6 separate regions of the Mus musculus genome follow, and all the other regions are linked to region 2. A link is a contact called in public HiChIP or PLAC-seq and promoter capture Hi-C data. All regions are on one chromosome and are shown on one strand. The core of a region is the stretch at or near the end of the contact, and the rest is flanking DNA. Distances in the headings are between cores, read along the strand shown. Region 1 holds the start of Xkr8 (X-linked Kx blood group related 8). Region 2 holds the start of Tmem222 (transmembrane protein 222). Region 3 holds the start of Dnajc8 (DnaJ heat shock protein family (Hsp40) member C8). Region 4 holds the start of Eya3 (EYA transcriptional coactivator and phosphatase 3). Region 5 holds the start of Ubxn11 (UBX domain protein 11). Region 6 holds the start of Phactr4 (phosphatase and actin regulator 4).

Region 1 (3,538 bases), core at 274-2,773, 550 kb before region 2:
GCATCTCCTGGTAGCACATGGACAGCCCTTGATGCATTCCGTGCAAACACCTAGGCAGGACACACAGGTGCCCGGAGGGCCAGGTCAACCTTCTGTGACGTCGTCCATCTCCTACAGCTGAGTGCACAGAGGCAGACTTCAATCCTAGCTTGTCACTTAAAAGCTACGGAACCTGGAGCAAGCCACCTAACTAACCTCATGGAACTTGCTTCCTCGTCCGTAAAGTGGGGCAAACTCAACTTCTACTCTTGCTGGTCAGGTACGATCCCAGGCGCATCACAACCCTGTCCTACCTACTCACAAGAGCCCCATTTCAGAGATGGGAGATGGAATTAAGAAGTAAACAGGAGGGGCCTGAGAGAGGGCTTAGCTGTTAATCGCATCCACTGCTCTTGTGGAGGACCAGAGTTTGGCTCCCAGCACCACATGAGGTGCCTCGCCTGTAACTCCAAGGGATCCAACACCTTCTTCTCTTGGGGCCTGCCTGTAATAACTCTCCTTCGCAGTCATCTGAGCTGTACTCAAGATGATACAATTGTTCAGGCAAAATGCAAACATTCAAGAGGTCCCTCCCCGCAAGCTGGAGACTATATACAGCTTTCCCAAGATCTGAGACTTCCACAAGATTCCGGATCCGGCCACCCTAGCCCAGCCTCACCCACACCATGAAGCCCTGCCTTCATCACAAGATTCTGAGCCCTTGATTTCGCTTTCTCCTATCTAACAACCCAAGGGACTAGTCACAGTTTGGGGGCGGGGGAGAGGCGGGGAAGAAAAAGTTCTCAGGCCAGCACTTGCGCCAGGGATTGTCTGTCTCACTGTCCTCACTTTAGACTGACCCTGGGTCCTTCCCAGTTGAGAAAAGCACACACCATCCACATATATTTTCCAAGAACCAGTCTATGTCTACTCCTGGCTGACTCCGGGGACACGGATGAGTCAAGCCGGACCCTCTTCAGTCCTTGACGGGGAAGCAAACGTTCGCAGAAGACAGAAATGAACAAGAAAGGTGAGGGGCATCTCTGACTCCAAGACCCTGATGTTCCCTTCCTCTGTTCCTGGCCCTGTGTTTTCATCTCCGCCCAAGGAAAGAAGACTGAACTGGTTCTGATGGCTGTCAACCCACTTTTTCAAAGGGCCGGGCACTCACCTATACAGGTAGCCGAGCTGCAGCAGGTGCAGCAGAGCCAGGAAAGGACGCGAGAGCTGCGAATGGTGCAGCTCGGTGGGATCAGCTGTCAGCCAGAGCCAGCTGAAGAGCTGCAGCAGCACCGAAGCTTGGCCCAGCAGGACCAGTACCAGCGCGGCCCACAGATAACGGCCAAGGAGCACGTACTGGACAACGGCCCACAGGTCAGCGACCAGATCCAGCAGGAAAGACAAGATACTCACCAGGCCTACGACCACGTCTAAGGCCACATGGTGGTGCACGGACAGAGGCATGATCCTCTCCAAGCAACCACACAACCGCGGACCTGCCCTCCCGCCCCGCTAGTCCGGCAGGAAGGGGGCGGGGCAGTCGTCCGGGAGGCTGGGCTGCTGGGCGGAACTTCCCCATCTCGCCCCGTCCGGGGTGGAGCGAGCCCGCGGCCCCGCCCCTACACTGGCCCCACCGCCCAGACCCCGCCCCCAGCCTGCCCTGTGCAGAGCTAGGCCTCTACTGGTTTGGATTCTGCTTTTTGTTTTGTTTTTCTTTTTTGTTTGTTTTTTGTTTTTGTTTTGCGAGACAGGGTTTCTCTGAATAGCCCTGGCTGTCCTGAAACTCACTCTGTAGACCAGGCTGGCCTCGAACTCAGAAATCCGCCTGCCTCTGCCTCCCAAGTGCTGGGATTCCACCACCCCCGGCTTGAATTCTGCTTTTGAGTCTCAAGGAAACAAGAGTGGCTATTAAGAAAGACTAGAGCCTTAGAGTTACCGGCCGCAGCTGTGATCCCTCACGGTTGCACTGTTGCAAAACCAAATCAAAAAAGTCTTTTATTTAAAAGTACTAAGGGGTTTTGCACACCACGTACGTTCCCAGTTCAGACCTTGAGCAGGGACTACATCGAAAGCACAGAATCTCCAAGGCCCATCTTCCCGTCGGCTCACTTCACTGTGGTGATCAAGTTCATGGTGGTTTGATATGTTTGTATTAAAGCGAATAATGCACCAAGACATGTACCGCAAACAAGTTTTGTGGATAAAACATGAAACTTGGAAGAAATTGTGCTTCTTAGCGCCCTCTCTGGTGAATCCAGGTGTCCCATCCCACTTTACTCTCCGCGGGGGGAGACTGATGGCAAAAGTTCATCTCTCTCCATTGGGTAACGTTGCCCAATTTTACCAGGAGAAAGATGAACCAAGTCAGTGGGTGGGCTGGCAGTGCCTACAGTCATAACACCTCCAGTACGTGCAGGCTTGGCAGCAGAGTCAGTATGAGCAGGAAACCAGGCACCAGCTTGGCACCAAGACCATGCAAGCAGGTAGCATAAGTGTTGAAAGCCACGTGTTGTATAGCACAAACGTGCTCGATGCGGCAGCTGTCCTCACAGGTCAAATGGTTGTAGCTGACCGAGTTATAGACGTAATAACGTTGCAGGATGTGAGGCTCACTGGCAATGCGGGTCAGCGCCGTGTGCATGGAGCTGACGCTGGCATCCGGCACCTGGTAGGCCTCCGTCAGGCGGTACTCCTGCTCCCACCGTGGGGTCTCTTGTACATTCGCCTGCCTCAGGTTCAAGAAGTAAGTCACCAAGTCCTGGATTAGAGGCGCAGGGTATGTCAGCAACGAGCAGTTGATTCGTTCTGCCCACAACCCAACTTCTCCCCAGGCGCTCTAAATCGATCAAACAGCCGCTGTTTGTTACCCTGAGCTTGGTTCCAATGAGGTGACTGCATCTGAACCCCCATTTTCCTGGTGAAGACATGGAGGCCTTAAAGAGGTCGTTATGGTTTGAATCTGAAGTGCCCCCCCGCCCCCCCTCCCTTCATTTTGAATGTTTGTTTCCCAACCACTGTAGCATTTTTAGGTAGTGGATTCCAGCTGGCAAAAGGAAACCTTTGAACCTGGTTCTGGATCCTGCCCAGTGGCGATATGAGGGGCTCCTGATACATTGCCACAGTGCTTCGGCACCATTAACTGCCAGGCCTTCACAGGTTGGTATAGCAATCACAGCATTGCAAAAGTAATGTTGCCTTCTCGGGGTCTGCGAGCTTTCAGGGGCAGGGCGGGATTAGGACGCAGAATGTTCACCTCACTACGGGTATGAGTTTCCTGTTCTGCCAAACTGGTAGGCACCACGCGCTCTTCACAGACGCTCTAATGCTCAGGAAATCTTCACAGAGTGAAGGGGAATAAAAATGGTGGTGGAGGAGGTGGGAAGGTGGGGGAGGCGGCAGCGGGGTGGGGGTGGGGGTTGCCTGGCTGGCGGATGTTATGAAATTGTAGCTGATAAAGGTTTCCCGTTCAAAGACTCAGCAGTGCCTTCAGACAGGCCGGTAAGAGGAGCTGGGTGAATGGGTGGGACCTGCATGTGCCAGGCACATGGCATTGTTGCAC
Region 2 (3,527 bases), core at 378-2,877:
ACCTCCACTTCCTCAGCTCTGGGACTTCAGGCAATGCACTGCTGCATGAAGGTTTTTTTACATGGTTAACAAGGATCCAAACTCAGGTTATTCACAGAAAGCACTTTTACTGACTGAGCCATCCACCCTGGCCCAAGTAGCTTTACATACTTTAAAAATTAGGGTCATTTGATAGATGAAATGGCATACACCTGTAGTCCCAGAACACAGAAGGCAGGGGGAACAGGGGTTCAAAGTCAGGTTGGGCTACGAAATAAATACCAGACCAGCCAGGGCTACATATCAAGCTCATGTCTCAGTCAAAACCAATAAAATAAATAAATACAAAATCGAAAGATTAAAATGATTTGAAGATCAGAAACATTTGAGACTAAAAATATTCCTTCTCCACACAACTTGGCTCTGTTTGTTTGTTTGTTTGAGATTGGGGCTCACTATACATGCCTGGCTGGCCTGGAACTCCTACCATATAATTCAGGCTGCCCTCCAACTCACAGACATCTGCTTGCCTCTGCCTCCAAGTGCTATGGTTAAAAGTATGGATCCCCGTGCCTGGTAGCTGATTTTGATAGAAGGAAAGAAAAGAGTACCTCCTCAGGTGAGAGGTAGGATGCCACAGCTGAAAGATGAGTTATATATAGTCAGTGAACTAACTGGCTTCTGAATATCTTCTTGCTGGGATAGTCAACGGACCAAGACGATGTTACAAAGGAACTCAGCTTCCCCATGGGGGAAGGGGATTTCTACTACAGAAAATAAAGCTTGTAAACTGTCCAGACTGTTAGGATTAAGGTAGGAGGGTTGTAAGCTGCATTCTTCCACTGGGAGGCAGATACCTAGGTCGCTGAGACTGCTTTGTAACTCAAATGATGTAGGGGGAAAAACGCCAGCACGGACCTCCCAATGCTGACATTCCACGAACCAGTGTGGCTTCGATCAAACACTCAGTTCTGTTTCTAAAGGCGAAACGTCTTGTGCATAACAGACGACAAGTACGCGCTCGTTTGCTCAATGAGTGAAAAAACAAAAACAAAAACCAACGGGGAATGAATGACGATGCCTCTTCAGACAATGATTAAGGGTCTTTTCTGTACGCCTGCAGCTTAAGGGCGTGCTAATGACCAGATCTTTGCTGCTGATCTACACTTCTCCTCCTCTCCAGTTAGACCTGGGGGAACCAGGGCCGGAACTATGCCCCACATCCAAGGGGACCGCGCACCTCATAGGTGACGAGAGCTCTAGGGGACTGGGGGCTAGCCTGGCCCGGAGTACGGGTTGCTGCAAGTCTGGGGAAAAAAAAGCTAGCATGGCACCCCGGAGGATGCTCGGGCCCTCGGCGACTTCGCGCTGACATCGGAAGACACTCACGTGAGCACCGGGATGGGTGTCCACACCACGCAGTAGGGGAAGCGGCTCCGCTCCACGTCCATGACAACGCCACCGGACCCGTGGTACTGCTTCATGTCCGTCTCGGCCCCCGTCGGCGTTTCTACTTCCGCCATCCGAGGAGGGGGCGGCGGCGGCTGTAACAGAAGCGGAGAACTCCCTTCCGCTTCCGCCATCCCGCGCGCGTCCCGCTCGGGAAGGCCGACCGCGCCGCCGCTCGCCCCTGTGTCATCACTTCCGGGAGGCGGAGTGTCCTCTCGGTCGATCTTCCCCCGGGGAATTGGAGCCTTGTCCTTCTGGGCCCGGCTAGTTTAGCCTCTTTCCCGTGTTTGTAGCGGAGCATTTCCGTGGACCTCAGGAAGCTCTCAGTCGAGCCCCGGGAACCCACAACCAACCGCGGTTCCGCATGCCGGCACGTGGTGCAGGCACTCTTTATTGATCACTTCTTAGGTGCCAAGCATGTGATATTCATTGGTACTACTGTCTATAAACTGATTAGACGTGCAAATTTAGTTGTTTCCCCCAGAAAACAAATCAGAGACAAAGGCTCTTAGAAATGAAGTGAGCAACGATTCAAACGCAAGTCTTTGTAGATTTCCTTTGTCCTTTTTAGTCTGTGGCATGAGTTACATAATAGTCTGTTACGTGATGGTGTAAAAAGGGAGGTCAAACTAAAATCTTGGTGTGTATGGGAGACACGTACACTTGGTGTGTATGGGAGGGAGCAGCCTTGGGCCTGGGGAGAGCACGGATGCAGAAGTGCCAAGACAGGAAACTTGAGGTCACTATGTGCAGTAGAGAATATCATCCAAGACTTATCTAAATCTCTTTATTGTTCGTGTTTTGGGGCACATGTTTGTTTTTGTTTTGAAACAGGGTCTCACTATGTAGCCCTGTCTGTCACTATGTAGACCAGGCTGACATTGAACTCTTAACTCTGCCTCCCAAGTGCTGGGATTTAAAAGGGTACATCACTAAGCCAGGTCCTTTTTTGCTTTATAGAAAACTCGGCAGTTAGCACTTGTCTAAGATCACACTCAAGAACACAAAGTGGCCAGGCTCCAGTCTTGGAATCTTTTGATTTTTCAGAGGGATAATCAGAGAGACATGGAAGTGGAATGTTATGCGGTGAGGAGTGGGTGGGATGGGTTTGGAAGACAAGAAGGGAACCAGGCTATAGGAAGGTGTAAGAAAAATGAGGCAGAAAGGCAAACAGATTGTTTCAACAGGCTGAGACTGAGACTGTTTTATTGGAACAGCGGGCTGGAGGAGATATATATATGTTACAGCTCCTCTTTGTGTGTGTGTGTGTGTGTGTGTATGGTTTGACTGGGACCAGAGTGGGGGTTGTTTTCCATACTCAGGCATATTGTTTCTGCAGGTGAAGCAGACCTGTCAGATAGGGGCTAAGCACTTCATTCTGGCTAGAAGCTATGGCTTAGTACAGCTAGATTCAATTCCTCATCACCTAAGACTATTAGCCAACAGAAGGTGTGGACAAATGTTTAGGGAAGGCAAAAGCTATGCTTTTGAGAAGGTTTGCTTCCATGAAATGAGTCTCCTTTAATAGTAACTTGCCAAAAGCCTGCGGTCCTGATAATTTTTTTTTGTTTGTTTTTGTTTTTGGTTGGTTGGTTGGTTTTTCGAGACAGAGTTTCTGTGTAGCCCTGGCTGTCCTGGAACTCACTCTGTAGACCAGGCTGGCCTCGAACTCAGAAATTCGCCCTGCCTCTGCCTCCCATGCCTCCCAAGTGCTGGGATTAAAGGTGTGGGCCACCATACCCGGCGATCCTGATACTTAAATGCATTAAAAAAGAAAAAAATCTGGGGGGGAGGGTATAGGGGACTTTTGGGATAGCATTGGAAATGTAATTGAGGAAAATACGTAATAAATAAAAAAAAAAAGAAAAAGAAAAAAATCTGTACTGTGGAAAATCCAAAGGTCTTGACTACATCATACATCAGGTAGTGCAGTTGCTACTACTGCAGAGCAGAGCAGACCCTCTGAGAACTATGCACCTAGCGAATGTTTTCTAAATGTTTCTCGACTTTAAATATCTTTTAAACATCTCACTAGTATCCTAGCCGAAGCTAATTCTAGTCCACTCAAAATTCTTTGAGCATTTTTTGTACCTCTTTCA
Region 3 (3,512 bases), core at 710-3,209, 740 kb before region 2:
GCGTGGCTGCTTCTCTCCTAGCGCGCTAACTGCGAGGGCGGCTGAACTGCCAATCTAGACGCCGGGGAGGTGGGACGAGCACGGAAACCGCGAATCAGGAGGGAGGGGGCGGGGCTTATGATATCTGCAGCGTTTGTTGAGAGGGAGGCGGATTTATCCCTTAGTTAACAGTTAATAAACAAGGCTCTAACGCATCATGACCCAGGAGTCTACAGAGCGAAGTCAAAAGATGAATCTTGGCTTTTGGTCTCTTTAGAATGAGGCATTTCGTTCACTCCCACTGCACAATTTCCGTCCAAAGGTCGATTTTATTAAAAATGTACACGATGGCAAGCCCTATGGACATGAATAGATTGGGGAAACACAAAGTTTGTGGTAGCCATGCCTAGGATGCCGACAGCCTGGATATCGACCTCAAACCTCTGTTTATACATATGAAATCGTGTTTATCTCTTAAGAGGTGTTCTTGTTCTTTGGTTATATTGCCACTGCAGTGCCTTCTCTCACCTTAAATGTCACTTTCTCAGAGAAACCCTTCTTTGACCTTCCTAGTCATCCTGACAGCAATTTTTTTTTATCCTTGCTTCTGAGTTCTTTCTCACAGTTTACTTTGTGAAGCCATCAGAGCCTTAGTAGGTAGTGAATTAGTAATTTTGAACTGTATCAATGTGTCGGTGAATGGACCTAATAACTTGGTGACGGGCTACAAGGACACTGAAAAGAACATCAAGCGAACTGGTGGTACAAACCTGTAATCCCAGCACTCCTGAGGCACACAGGAAGAGCTTAATCTAGCTTAATCTAGCCTATTCGACAAAGGGAATTCTGGGCCAGCCAGGGCTTCATAACAAGATCCTGTTTTCAGAAACAAACGAATAAACACCCACACCCCCCCATACACTCCCCCCCCGCACCCCCCCCGCCCCCCACACATAGGGCTAGTGCTGGGCCCCAATGGTGAAAGGAGAGAACGGACTCTTGAAAGTTGTTCTCCCTGACCTCTCCATGTGCATTGTGACACTGTGCCCCCACTAATAAGTAAGTATAATTTTAAAAATTAAATAACAAACTCCAAGCACAGATCCTTATACATGCATGCTCATAATTGCTTCCATCCCATTTTCCGATTTTGTCCCTACCTCAATGAGATCTGTTGTAACTCGGGATGGCCTCAAACTCGCAGTGAAGAAGCCAATTTCTCATCTTTCCGTCTCCACCTCCCCAGAGTTGGGGTTACAGGCATATGTCCAGCTTCATAATACTATTTCACAGTGGTCCAAAGGTGAGAAGACCCCAAATGTTGAACTACTGAAGAGGTCAACAAATCATAGCATAGACATACCTTTGAGGAATTGGATGCCACCATAAAATGCAGTAAAAAAAAAAAAAATTTTTTTGACAGTTTTTTTTTCACAGGCCTGGCTGTCCTGAAACTTACTATAGAGACTAGGCTGGCCCCAAACTCAGAAGATCTGCCTACCTCTGCCTCTGGAGTACCAGGATAGGCTCCACTGGGATAAACTCTTAAAAAACTGGTACATGGTGGTTACCCAGGCCAGTTCCAGCACTCCAGGGAGTCATGTAGATCTCTGTGAGTTTGAGGTCAGCCTGGTCTACAGAGAGAATTCCAGGACAACCAAGGCTACACAGAGAAATCCTGGGTCAAAAAAACCAAAAAACTGTCACATGAAAAAAACCTAAATAAGAATTGTATAAGTAGATTCCATCCATGGGAAATGTCCAGAATAATAATAGGTATATCCAGAGACAACAGATTTCTTTCTGTCAGAGACTGGAGACAACCAGGGCAACACTATGAAACTTTATCCTTATTCTGAAAAACCAAAACTAAAACCGAAAAAAAAAAAAAAGAGGTCTCGGCCCCTTTAAGTTCAGCTGGCGGGCGGGGAGTCCGGGAAGGCGGGCTTGGGTGGTTACGTGAGGCTGCGCTTGCGCAGAACGGTCACGTGGTGGTTAGCCGGGAAAATGGCGGCTTCGGGAGAGAGTGGTGCTTCGGGTGGCGGAGGCAGCACAGAGGAGGCATTTATGACCTTCTACAGTGAGGTGAGCCCGGAGTAAGGATGGTGGCCTTAGGACGACCGTGCTCCGGCTTCGTCCGCCGCGGCTGGGGCCGGCGAGGCGCCTCCTGGGACCGTTGGCCCGCGCCGTCTGGCCTGGGGACTGCGGATCGGCTGCGGAGTGCATGCGCGACCGCCACTGTGGCTACTGAGGTCCCCGGAACGCGGCGGGGCGGCTGGGCCTGTGGACCCAGACCCGGAGAGGGGCCCGGCGAGCTGCTGGTCGCGCGGTGCAGCCTGCTGGCGGTGGAGTCTCCGGCTGGCGGAGGCCGAGCTGCGGCGCACCCACTTTTATTTGTAAACAGGAAGGAGGCCCTTGTCCCACTCCTCTGCCATGAATTGTGCGAGTGGCGATTTCTGCGGTCTTATCAGTGCTGAGCACTGTTCATCGGGACAAGAATGCGTATGTGAACCCTCCATCTTTAACATGACGAACCTCTTAAGAGGGTGCATACGTTCTTGGTGTCAGGTAGGACAGGAGTGAACTTGCTCTGAGCCTTGTTGACATTTGCATCGCCAGTGCCTAATGCGTGGTGGATGTTTCGCATATATCCGTTGATTAAATGAATGAATAAACTGAGTTAAAGTTAGCTATCTGGCGTCAGAGGCCCACATATTGCGTTCTCGCAAGGCAATTAGCCTAACTGCTGTTGAAATTTCAAGACATCAGTTCCCACACTGGCAAGTTAACATTGTAAGAGTTTTCACGACGATTAAAGGGTTTCGTGTATAAAAAAGCAGCTTGAAAATTATAAAGCAGTCGTTTTCGAATTAAGTACTTTCTGGTAGCCCAGGTTGGACCCTCTTGCTTCAGCCTCCAAAGTGCTGGGACCAGAGCCATTATCTCTTGTGCTTATAAGAATACTTGTAAGCCGGGCGATGGTGGTTCATGCCTTTAATTCAGCACTTGGGAGGCAGAGGCAGGCGGATTTCTGAGTTCAGGGCCAGGCTGGTCTATAGAATGAGTTCCAGGACAGCCAGGGCTACACAGAGAAACCCTGTCTCAAAAAACAAAAACAAAAAAAAAATTTTTTTTTTATGTTAGGAAATATTTTTTTCCTTCACATTGTTAGCATATTTTGCATTGCTCACAGTTGGAGAAATTTTGGTCCATCTTGGTGGAAAATGGAGGCAGGGCAGTTGACATCCTCAGGCAGGAAACAGAGAAGAAAGGCCTGTGCTTCCCGGTGCAACATTGACAATCAGCACGGACTCTGATTTAGCCCTCTTGTGTTTTTATTATATTTTTTTAAATTTAGTTTTGGCTTTTTGAGACAAGAGTTTCCCTGTACAACCCTAGCTGTCCTGGTGCTTTGTAGACCAGGCTTGCCTTGAACTCACAGAGATCACCCACCCGTGTCTGTCAAAGATGGTTGCCGCCATCACCCTGCTTGTCCTTTTGTTTTTAAGACAAGTACCCAATGAAGCTTAGGT
Region 4 (3,354 bases), core at 207-2,706, 640 kb before region 2:
GATGTAAGGATTTTAGTGTTCACACTGAGACAGAGCCATTGGAAGAAGCACACGATCTGATTAAGGCTTTCACGGGAGGCTCTCTTCTGTATTGAGTATAGGGTAGCAAACATGAATGGGACCCTCAGAATTACATACTGACTGTGGTTCATACCAACACAGGTGGAAAATGGTCCGATTCTGCAAAGACTTTGAAGACAGCATCTACTGATTGTGCTAAGTAGGTGTGATGTGTGAGAAAGAGCAGTTAAGATGCTCGCTCCCCAAAAAGTAGTTGCTTAGAAAATTGTTGAAATAGAAGCAGTTAATAAAAATCTTTTATTTTTATTTGTATTGAAAAGCTAGGTTTTTGTTTTTTAAACTTTGTGGGTTAATCTAATATTTGTAATTCTGGGTCTTTTTTTCTTTTTTTTAAAGATTTATTTATTTATTATATGTAAGTACACTGTAGCTGTCTTCAGACACTCCAGAAGAGGGAGTCAGATCTCATTACGGGTGGTTGTGAGCCACCATGTGGTTGCTGGGATTTGAACTTTGGACCTTCGGAAAAGCGGTCCGGTGCTCTTACCCACTGAGCCATCTCACCAGCCTGGGTCTTTTTTTCTTGAGGGTCTTTCCCTTCAAACATGAATGGAATTGAATACACTGACAACTATACAAAGCCTGTCTTCAACTCCATTCCTCGTCCACACTTGAGTTGTATTTTAGAATTAATGAAGCATTAAAAAATGTTTCTGAGCTAAGAAGGTGGATCTCTTGATTTCGAGCCCAGTCTGATCTTTAGAGGGAATTCTAGGCCAAGGTCCATAGAGAAAAACTTTTCTTGGAAAAACAACAACAAAAAACCACCCCCACACACACCAAAACAAAAACAAAAACAAAAACAACAAAATGTTCCTGAAAACAATTTGCACAAAATGAAGGCAGCTGCAAGTGTAATATAATACTAGGTATAAACTAAATTTTCGGATAGAAATGTTCACTTTGAGTTAGCCTTTCAAGTGTCTTCAAAAGTTCCCATCCATTTTTCCTCTCCTAGTCTTTCTAACTCGACCAATTGCAGTCAACATTTTTCAACTTCGTCGTCCCTTTACGGTAGGAATCACACACATTTTTTTTTTTTAGAACTTACTTTCAAAGATGAGAGCGGTGGCTGGGCATGGAGGCACAAGCCCTAGGCTGAAGGAGGAGGGTCCCCAGTTCGAGATCAGCCTGATCTGACTTTGTTTTGGGGAGGGCGGGAGTACTTTTCACGAAGGCGGCGGCAATTTAGCAGCACCAGCATCCTCGGAAAGTCATCTCGTGCGTAAGATCCAGGGAGTCAATCACGCAACTGGGTCTGCGAGGTGGGCGGGACCTAAGCCTTGCCCCGCCCCGAGACGATTGACTGGTCCTCTGGGTTCTGTCGGAACGGGGTGTGGATTGTTAGGCGGTCCCGCATCTACTTCCGGTGGCTAGGGATGCGCATCCGGGTCACGCTAACGCCGCGGTTTCCGCCACTCTGTTGGTTCCAGAGTGGGTCCGTAATCGTCCCATGTCGTGCTGGGCAGTGTCTGCAGCCGTCTGGTGAGTCCCCGCCGCCGCCAGGGTGTGAGCGCGGTGGCTCGGGTGCAGCGTTCGGGGTCCCGGCTGAAGAGGTCCTCCTTGGTCGTGCTGGGTAGGGGGTCCCGTCACCGTCCCCCTCGTCCCTGCCTGCCGGTCTGCCCTCGAGCTTTTCCCGGGCGTCGCTCTGGCCTCGCCCCTTCTCGCCTAGGCGCCGGGTCTCTGCCTCCCCCTTCTCTCAGCACTTCTTCCCGATCCACTGTTTTTCCACCCGGAGCGTTGGGGTTCGGCTCTGTCCCCCAGCCCTCCTCGCCTGTGACCCTTCCCCCCTCCAGGGACTGGTAGATGACAAGAGTGTTGCGCCTGCCCTTTCAGAGCGAGAGGGCTTCCTCCGAGTCCAGATCCTGGCCGACTGCTCCAGCTTGGAGGCGCGAGGTTAGACTTGAGGTCGCTTCCCCAGTTAGAGAACAACAAAGGCGTCCCCAGGTCCTCGCACTGCCTCAGTTTGCTGGGCTCTCTGGGCAGCAGCGAACAGGTGGCGGACTCGCTGGCGGGCTTGTGAGATCTCCTGAATTGACAGGTCTTCGTCCTGTCTGTTTTGAGTCCTCTGTCCCACGAGAATGGATGTGCACAGCTGAGGCAAAAGTGCGGATGTTCTTCACTCTGCATGGATTTAAAGTTAGAGGACTCCGGGTTTCTAAACTTTTAAACGACTGTGATGTGGTGTGGTGTTGCTGTTTTCTGCCAAGATTCACCAATGTAATATCATTTTCCTTATAAGCCAGACATTGTTTCTTAGAACGTTCTTTTTAACTTCTTTTTCTCTAGTGTTGCTACCATGGTTTAGAAATCATGATCTTAGCATTTTAAAATTTAAGACATCTTATCTTACATTTTCTGGAGGTTTAAAATCATCTATAATGTGAAAAGGGTTAGACTTTATAATGGTTAATGTCCTGTTTCTCAAATTTTGTGATCTAAGGTATATCTAGAGGTACAAATTTGGATAATTCTTTTTTTTTCCTCCCTTCCGGTTTTTGGGGTGTTTGTAGCATATCATTGCAACCATCATTTTCTTTTCGTCATTTTGTGCGTGATCAGTCTAAAATTCAGTATTAATAATTAAATATGTACAGAACAAATAACCGCGTTTATTATTGGTTCCTCTTGGCACAGTTCTCCCTCATATACACATAAGAGAATAGAACATAGACTGCCATATTCCAAAATTGGGCCACTCCCTTCACCTATTTTTAGCAAAGGACTTTGGAGCTTGGCCATGTTAGTCCTAGATGCCACAGAGAAAGACCCTTCTGGTTGGCTTTCAGGATTAACCTGGCCAGGGAAGCCCCTATGAACATTTATCTGTCCTCCCCTGCACCTACACAAACTGGGAAGAGGAGCCTTTGTTCAGCCTGACCTCCTCATTTCCCAGCAACAACCCCAGTAATCGTAGCTGCTCCGTTGACTTCTTTACCTCGAGGTTTGACGAATATTTCTTTTTTTACATATATAGTTGGTGCACAACTTTTTTTCATTTCTGAACTTTATGTTCCTTTCCACCCCTCCACTACCGTCTTCCTCTCCTTCCCTCTGTTTTTGTGGTGTGTTTTGACCCTAGGCTGTTACCTGGAACTTTTGGGATTTGCTATGTAGTTTGGAGATGGCATTGAACTCGTGATCCTCTGGCCTTCTAGACTCTGGGATTACAGGTCTGTTCCACTGTGTTTGATAGTTTTGGGGTGGGCAGGGTTGGGTTTTTTGTTTTGTTTTGTTTCTTTATATACCTCTGACTGTCTGACTGTCCTAGAC
Region 5 (3,213 bases), core at 172-2,671, 820 kb after region 2:
GAACTCACTCTGTAGACCAGGCTGGCCTCGAACTCAGAAATCCACCTGCCTCTGCCTCCCAAGTGCTGGGATTAAAGGCATGTGCCACCATGCCCGGCTCTATGTTTTTCTTTTTCTTTGTGTTTTTTTAAAGACAGGGTTTCTCTGTGTATCCCTGGCTGGCCTGGAACTCACTCTGTAGACCAGGCTGGCCTCGAACTCAGAAATCCACCTGCCTCTGCCTCCCAAGTGCTGGGATTAAAGGCATGTGCCACCATGCCCGGCTCTATGTTTTTCTTTTTCTTTGTGTTTTTTTTAAGACAGGGTTTCTCTGTGTATCCCTGGCTGGCCTGGAACTCACTCTGTAGACCAGGCTGGCCTCAAACTCAGAAATCTGCCTGCCTCTGCCTCCCAAGTGCTGGGATTAAAGGCGGGAGCCACCACACCTGACCTGGTTTTGTTTTTCTAAACAGGGTTTCTTTCTGTAGCCTTGGCTGTCCTGGGGCTCACTCTGTAGACCAGGCTGGCTTCGAATTCAGAGATCCTCTTGCCTCTGTCTCCTGCTGGGATTAGAGACAAGTGCCACCACCACCTGGCAAGAAATATTTTGAAAACATCTATAGAGGTGTTTGATAAGTACTTTGCATTACCCTCCTAATGGCCAATCCCAGCAACCTTGTCAGGTAGGCCGTATTTTCATTTTACAAGCGAAGAAAAGGAGATGTGAATGTGCTCAAAGTTACCCTGTCTGTACAGGTGAGGACCCAGTGCAGTCCTAACTAAAGTATCTCTAGTACTTTGGTGCTATTAGGATAATTTTAGTTTTCAGTTAATATCTATTTGGTCACTTATTTCGTGTTGCATCTGGACAGTGCTCCTGCAGAAATCGGAAGACAGATCCAGGAGCCGTTTTCTCCTGCCATGTGTGACCTGATCGAACTTGGTCTTCAGCTTGGTAGTAAGACCAAGACTTAGTACCCGTTGAGCCATCTAGCTATGAGGCTGAGGGAGGGGAAATTACTCGTCATACTGGAAGTGAAGGGTCACCCAATTATTCTACTTAGGAACTAGAATTAGAACTTTCCTGCAGTGCATCATCTAGTCCATAAATTAGAGGGGGGAAATGAGATTTAAATATTTATTAAGTCACCTGCATCATTTCCATTCATCTTTGCATGATCAGGTGGGAAAACAAAGGAAACATGATTTCTTCAAGATCAAATAGCACAATATTGACAACGTCGGGTTCAACATCTTCAGGTCTAGAGGCTTCTAGGGACCAATCTCTTGAACTCAAGACCCGGCCTCAAGAACGCCCTCTGACCTCTTAGAGCGGTGCATTCTGGGATTTGAAGTCTCACGTGCAACCCTATGCCCGTCTTCACTGCCCTCTGGTTCGTTAGAGAGCCTCTCGGAATTAGCCAATGAGAAGTGCTCGGGTCCTGGTCGCCTGGGAAACCCCGAGACAACAAGATGGCGGCGCCGCGGGACGGCTCGCTGGCCCCGTGGTGAGTGCCATCTCCGGGCCTTTCTGCCCCGCTAAGTCTTCCCGCAGGCCGCGGCCCTCGTCCTGACTCCGAGGGTCGGCGACATGCATGACTTGGCTCAGGAGGGAAGTGGGGACCATACTCACCGTGTCCGCGCGTGGAGGCGGGACAGGCGGCGGAATCCTGGGGCGGGCTTTGGGCGCACTAACCTTCTTAGTGCCAACGTGCCCAGCAAAGGATTAGGAGGATGTCGCGCAGCTATCAGGCTGTCGCCTGGTGTGTCGAGTGATAACTGCCTAGGGCAGCACTCAGTTTGGTCCTTCAGATGAAGAAACAAAGGACACGTTTGTAACCCTCACCGGAGGCGACAACCGTATCTTTACAGACTTAATGGGTTGTGACATAGGCCTGCACTCTATGTAGGGGCCGAGGAGAGAGGACTGGAGTACGAAGCCTATCTGGCTACATTGCGAGTCCCAGGCCAACCAGGGTAAATCAGCGAAACTTTACCTTAAATTAAAAAAAGTAAAATAAAACAAAGCCAGGAGTGGTGGCTCACACCTTTAATCCCAGCAAAGTTTGAGGCCAGCCTGGTTTAACAGAGTGAGACTCTTGTCTCAAAAACAAAAAACAAATAACTAAACAAAATAGAAGCTGGGCCTGGTGGTCTGCAGACGTGTAAAGCTACTCAGGAGGCTGAAACAGGCGGAGCACATGTTCAAAGTCAGCCTGGACTTTAGAGCCAGTTCAAGGCCAGTGGGGGCAAAGACCTTTATATATATTATATATTTATTATTATCATTTCATACATATATGTGTCTGCATGTGTGTATGTGTACCACATGCATGTCTGGTGTCAAAGGAGGCCAGAGGAAGGCATCACCGTCCCTGGAACTGGAGTTACAAGAGGTTCTGTTCTGAGCTGCGATGCAGTTACTGGGAACCAAACCGAGGTTCTTCAAGAGCAGCAATTGCTCTTAACCTCTGAGCCATTTTCAAGCTTAAGACTTTATTTCAAGCTGGGCATGGTCGCGCACGCCTTTAATCCCAGCACTTGGGAGGCAGAGGCAGGCGGATTTCTGAGTTCCAGGCCAGCCTGGTCTACAGAGTGAGTTCCAGGGCAGCCAGGGCTATACAGAGAAACCCTGTCTCGCTGGTTGAGGCCAGCCTGGGCTACACATTTTGGGCTGGTGAGATGGCTCAGTGGGTAAGAGCACCCGACTGCTCTTCCGAAGGTCAGGAGTTCAAATCCCAGCAACCACATGGTGGCTTACAACCATCCATACGAGATCTGACTCCCTCTTCTGGAGTGTCTGAAGACAGCTACAGTGTACTTACATATAATAAATAAATAAATCTTTAAAAAAAAAAGAAAAGAAAAACTAAAAATAAATTTAAGGGGCTGGAGCGATGGCTCACCAGTTAAGAGCACCGACTGCTCTTCCAGAGATCCTGAGTTCATTTCCCAGCAACCACGTGGTGGCTCACAACTATCTGTAATGGGATCCGATGCCCTCTTCTGGTGTGTCTGAAGACAGTGACAGTGTACTCTCATATATAAAATAAATAAATCTTCAAAGTCAATAAACAAATTTAAAGGGACCGAGTGTCTTGCTCAGCGGTAGATCCTCTCAGCCCCCAGTGCCAAAACAGCAACAAGAAAATATCTCTGGCCCAGGGGAGCGAGAAGGCACAGTGGTGCCCAGGAGAAATCCCCAGACTGAAGGCACTAGCTAGGTCTTATCCA
Region 6 (3,251 bases), core at 663-3,162, 860 kb before region 2:
AAGCCCAGAGTGACCCAATCTCAAGGAAATAAATAAATGCCTATTCCCAGTGACTGAAGAATAGCTGGGGCTAGAGGCACGTGCTGCACATGGTCAAAACCCTGGATTCTATTCCCAGCACAACAAAAAAACAGAAAAAAAAAAAATTGTGGGCTAGCAAAATGACTCAGATGGTAAAGGCTCTTGCCGTGCGTGCCTGGCCATCTGAGCTCTGTTCCAGGAACCCACATGAAAGTAGGAGAACCAACTCCACAGAGTTCTCTAAAGCCACCGCTGTACTGTCCCCACTTCCCACCCTCCCAGACACATTCAAGAAACTTTCTTTTTTTGAGACAAGGTCTCAATAGATCATGTCTACAATAGGTCTACATAGACCTAGCTGGTCTTGAATTCATGCTCCCCCTCCTGCCATAGCCGCAAGAGTATTGGGGTTACAGGGATGTGCCACTCCAACTAGGATAGACAACTGACAGCCTGTATTAAAGATCTACCACCTTGATACATTAACACAACCTAAGAGTCTCAAAGTCATTTCCATTATGAAATGTCAGAATAATGAAGGCTTTGCCTACATGTCTAGGGTGGAAATTTCGTCTCAAAACACCTTTCCTGACTCAAAGGAGTCCCAACTGTCTTCACTCAAGGAATTTGAAATACTAATCGATTTTTCAAAGGATCTCTACCTTGGCCTTTATAAAAGCTTTACCCCTATGCTAAGTCTCAAGATTCGTTCTTCGACGGAACATACAGTTACCACTATCTAACCAAACTGGATCAAATCCACACAATTCATCGGTGTCCAGTAAATACATATTTTATCGCCTTTTTTTTTTCAACCTTTTTTTTTTTAATGCTTTCTAGAATCTACTGGGTATCTAGGTTTTTCTACAAAGCAGGTGCTTTCAGTGAGCTGAGTTTTTCTTTGTGGAGTTGTTGTTTAAAAAAAGAGAAAGGGATGTATTCTGGAGAGTCGAGGAGCAGCGTGGGAAAATGAAGTGCCGAAGACTGCAGGCAATGAATGATGTCCTGGTAATCACTCTGCTCCAATTTTCAGGTTTCCGAGGCAATGATTCGCTTGAGTTCTTTGCGGCCGCCGCCGCACCCCCCCCCCCCCCCCACACACACACACACTCCACAATCACCCAACCCCTCCATCCCAGCTGCCACACGTATCGCAGCAAATTTCCACTCTTTCTCGGTTTCCGGGATTGAGGCTCCAAGTCTCACTTCTTTTTCTTAGACTCCATCCACTGGAGGAGAAAAGCGCCTTAGCGCCTTGAGTTTTGATCCCTAGCTACCGGAGGCTGACATTTAAGAAAGAAGTTGGACAATAACTTCCAGGTTTCCACTGAAACTATGCCAGACTCCTAAGTCTCTTCTCTGCTCAGCCAGGATGCAGAGGTCTGAGGGAGGTCACTTTTGAAAGATGGACTTTGACCCGATCCAGTTACAGTAACCAGATCCCCAGGGCGCAGTCCCCAGCAGGACGTGCGGGCTCCCCTGGAGACCGCGACTCCGTGCACTGCCACAAAAGGGGGAAAAGCGGCGCAGACAAAAGGGCCCCGCGGAGGCTGGGGGGCGGAGAGCGCGAGTGTGCGCCGGCCGGCCACAGGCGGGGACACCGCCGCGGGACCGTTGTGGGAGGGCCGAGGAGGGAGGAGGCTACCGCCCGCCACGCCCTGGCTGCACTGACCGCCGCGGGCGCCGTTAACCCCCCACCCAGGCTCGGCCCGCGACCCCTAGTCGAGCCGAGCCTGCCGCTGCTGCGCGCGCGCGGGAGGTGCTCACTTTCCCAAGTTTGGGGAACTTACCCAAGTCGCCGCTGCCTCCTCGGGTTCCCCAGCACTTTCTCCCGGAAATCCTACCTGGTCTCTGGCCGCCTGGCTCCAGCCAGAGCCTTCGGCCCCAGGGGAGGGGGGGCGGAGGGAGCGGGCCGGACAGTGAGGAGGGTAGGAAGTGCCGCCGCGGAGCCTCACGGGACTTGTAGTCCACTGCAGTGGCCAGCGGTGTGGCGAGCGGGACAAAATGGCGGGAACTGCCGGCCCTCCGCTGCGAGGCGCCTGACCCCTACTCTGCCGATCTGGGCATGCGCCGCCAGAGTCCGGTGCACTGCATATAAACGGATTTGGGCACCTTGCCCAGTTCTGAGCAAGGGGAAGGTCTCGGGACTTGGGAGGACACGTTCGGGAACAGACTCTCCCGGCGATGCCCAAGAAAGGATGTGTGTGTTGTGCTCTACAAAAGAAGTCCAGTTTGTTTCAAACTATTGATAACCAGTTTTAAGTGCAAAAAACTTACAAACAAGTTACCCGCGGTGTTTTGTGAAAGTACAGAACCCAGCCTATTAAGCGCAGACATTCTACACCCCCCCCCTCCCAACTAAATTTTTTTCCCACTAACGATTACCTAGTAGAAGCCACCATCTGTTTCTAAGTGGCACTCATTCCAACCTCCAGGGCTATATCACCCTCCAGACCCCCTTCTTGCCACTGCTGGAGGATCTTTTTAAATGCCAAACCCATGGGTTACACCCATCTTAGACGGAAAAGTATACATACGATACATACAGAGGGAAACATAGAAAAACTTATACCTTTCAAATACGCAATCTATAACATTAAAAATATCAATACGCCGGGCAGTGGTGGTGCATGCCTTTAATCCCAGCATTTGGGAGGCAGAGACAGGTGGATTTCTGAGTTCGAGGCCAGCCTGGTCTACAAAGTGAGTTCCAGGACAGCCAGGGCTATATAGAGAAACCCTGTCTCAAAAAACCAAAAAAAAAAAAAAAAAAAAAAAGCAATAAATTACAACCCAGTTGTGGTGTCACACACCAGTATTCCTAAATGCTCTGGAGACAAGGGTTGGATTATTGCTGAGTTCAAAATCAGTTTGATCTACAAAGTTCCAGGCCAAGCCAACCAGAATTACATAGTGAGACCCTGTCTCAAAACAAACAAACCCAACAAAAACCAATGCAGGCCAGCCAGCTGCTGTCTGGTAATATAATAATAACAACAGTGACAACGACGATGACAACAACAACAATAATAATAATGGCTGGAGAGATGGCTCAGTGGTTAAGAACTTGCTGTTCTTTAAAGGGGCTGAGTTCTGTTCCCAGCACTATATATCAGGTAGCTCACAACTCTAACTACAGCTCCAAGGGTTGTGAACCTCTGGCTATGTGAGCACTTGCACTCATGTGCACATACTGCATGCAAATACTCACCTACACACAACTGGAATTA

The links. Promoter capture Hi-C pulls out the DNA fragments that hold promoters and counts their contacts. HiChIP or PLAC-seq counts read pairs in DNA pulled down with a chosen protein or histone mark. Capture Hi-C pulls out chosen DNA fragments and counts their contacts.
Region 1: an HNF4G HiChIP or PLAC-seq map of pancreatic cancer cells shows a contact between it and region 2. The contact joins the promoter of Xkr8 here to the promoter of Tmem222 in region 2. A contact is called at or near these places in 1 of 39 promoter capture datasets (cranial neural crest), 3 of 115 datasets of contacts at active chromatin or transcription factors (large pre-B cells, pancreatic cancer cells and trophoblast stem cells) and 1 of 9 other capture datasets (embryonic stem cells).
Region 3: a promoter capture Hi-C map of pancreatic islet shows a contact between it and region 2. The contact joins the promoter of Dnajc8 here to the promoter of Tmem222 in region 2. A contact is called at or near these places in 1 of 39 promoter capture datasets (pre-B cells) and 2 of 9 other capture datasets (liver and pancreatic islet).
Region 4: a promoter capture Hi-C map of fetal liver shows a contact between it and region 2, with 2.9 times the contacts expected there. The contact joins the promoter of Eya3 here to the promoter of Tmem222 in region 2. A contact is called at or near these places in 3 of 39 promoter capture datasets (fetal liver, liver and pre-B cells) and 1 of 115 datasets of contacts at active chromatin or transcription factors (bone marrow-derived macrophages).
Region 5: a contact with region 2 is called in an HNF4G HiChIP or PLAC-seq map of pancreatic cancer cells. The contact joins the promoter of Ubxn11 here to the promoter of Tmem222 in region 2. A contact is called at or near these places in 3 of 115 datasets of contacts at active chromatin or transcription factors (memory CD8 T cells, microglia and pancreatic cancer cells).
Region 6: an HNF4G HiChIP or PLAC-seq map of pancreatic cancer cells shows a contact between it and region 2. The contact joins the promoter of Phactr4 here to the promoter of Tmem222 in region 2. A contact is called at or near these places in 1 of 115 datasets of contacts at active chromatin or transcription factors (pancreatic cancer cells) and 1 of 9 other capture datasets (adipose tissue).

The regions. Positions count from the first base shown.
Region 1 is chr4:132,731,023-132,734,560 of GRCm38.p6, forward strand. Xkr8 (X-linked Kx blood group related 8) reads right to left here and starts at 1,524. Exons shown (of 3, transcript NM_201368.1): 1 at 1,151-1,524; 2 at 1-50. The coding sequence starts at 1,443. Smpdl3b (sphingomyelin phosphodiesterase, acid-like 3B) reads right to left here. Exons shown (of 8, transcript NM_133888.2): 8 at 1,944-2,737. The coding sequence ends at 2,372.
Region 2 is chr4:133,276,163-133,279,689 of GRCm38.p6, forward strand. Tmem222 (transmembrane protein 222) reads right to left here and starts at 1,628. Exons shown (of 6, transcript NM_025667.3): 1 at 1,369-1,628. The coding sequence starts at 1,562.
Region 3 is chr4:132,533,600-132,537,111 of GRCm38.p6, forward strand. Dnajc8 (DnaJ heat shock protein family (Hsp40) member C8) reads left to right here and starts at 1,960. Exons shown (of 9, transcript NM_172400.3): 1 at 1,960-2,064. The coding sequence starts at 1,987. It overlaps Atpif1 (ATPase inhibitory factor 1), which reads right to left and starts at 1,815. Exons shown (of 4, transcript NM_007512.4): 1 at 1,140-1,815; 2 at 1-336.
Region 4 is chr4:132,637,590-132,640,943 of GRCm38.p6, forward strand. It overlaps Eya3 (EYA transcriptional coactivator and phosphatase 3), which reads left to right and starts at 1,457. Exons shown (of 17, transcript NM_210071.2): 1 at 1,457-1,566.
Region 5 is chr4:134,101,162-134,104,374 of GRCm38.p6, forward strand. It overlaps Ubxn11 (UBX domain protein 11), which reads left to right and starts at 1,422. Exons shown (of 15, transcript NM_026257.3): 1 at 1,422-1,487.
Region 6 is chr4:132,420,534-132,423,784 of GRCm38.p6, forward strand. Phactr4 (phosphatase and actin regulator 4) reads right to left here and starts at 1,913. Exons shown (of 13, transcript NM_001161797.1): 1 at 1,812-1,913.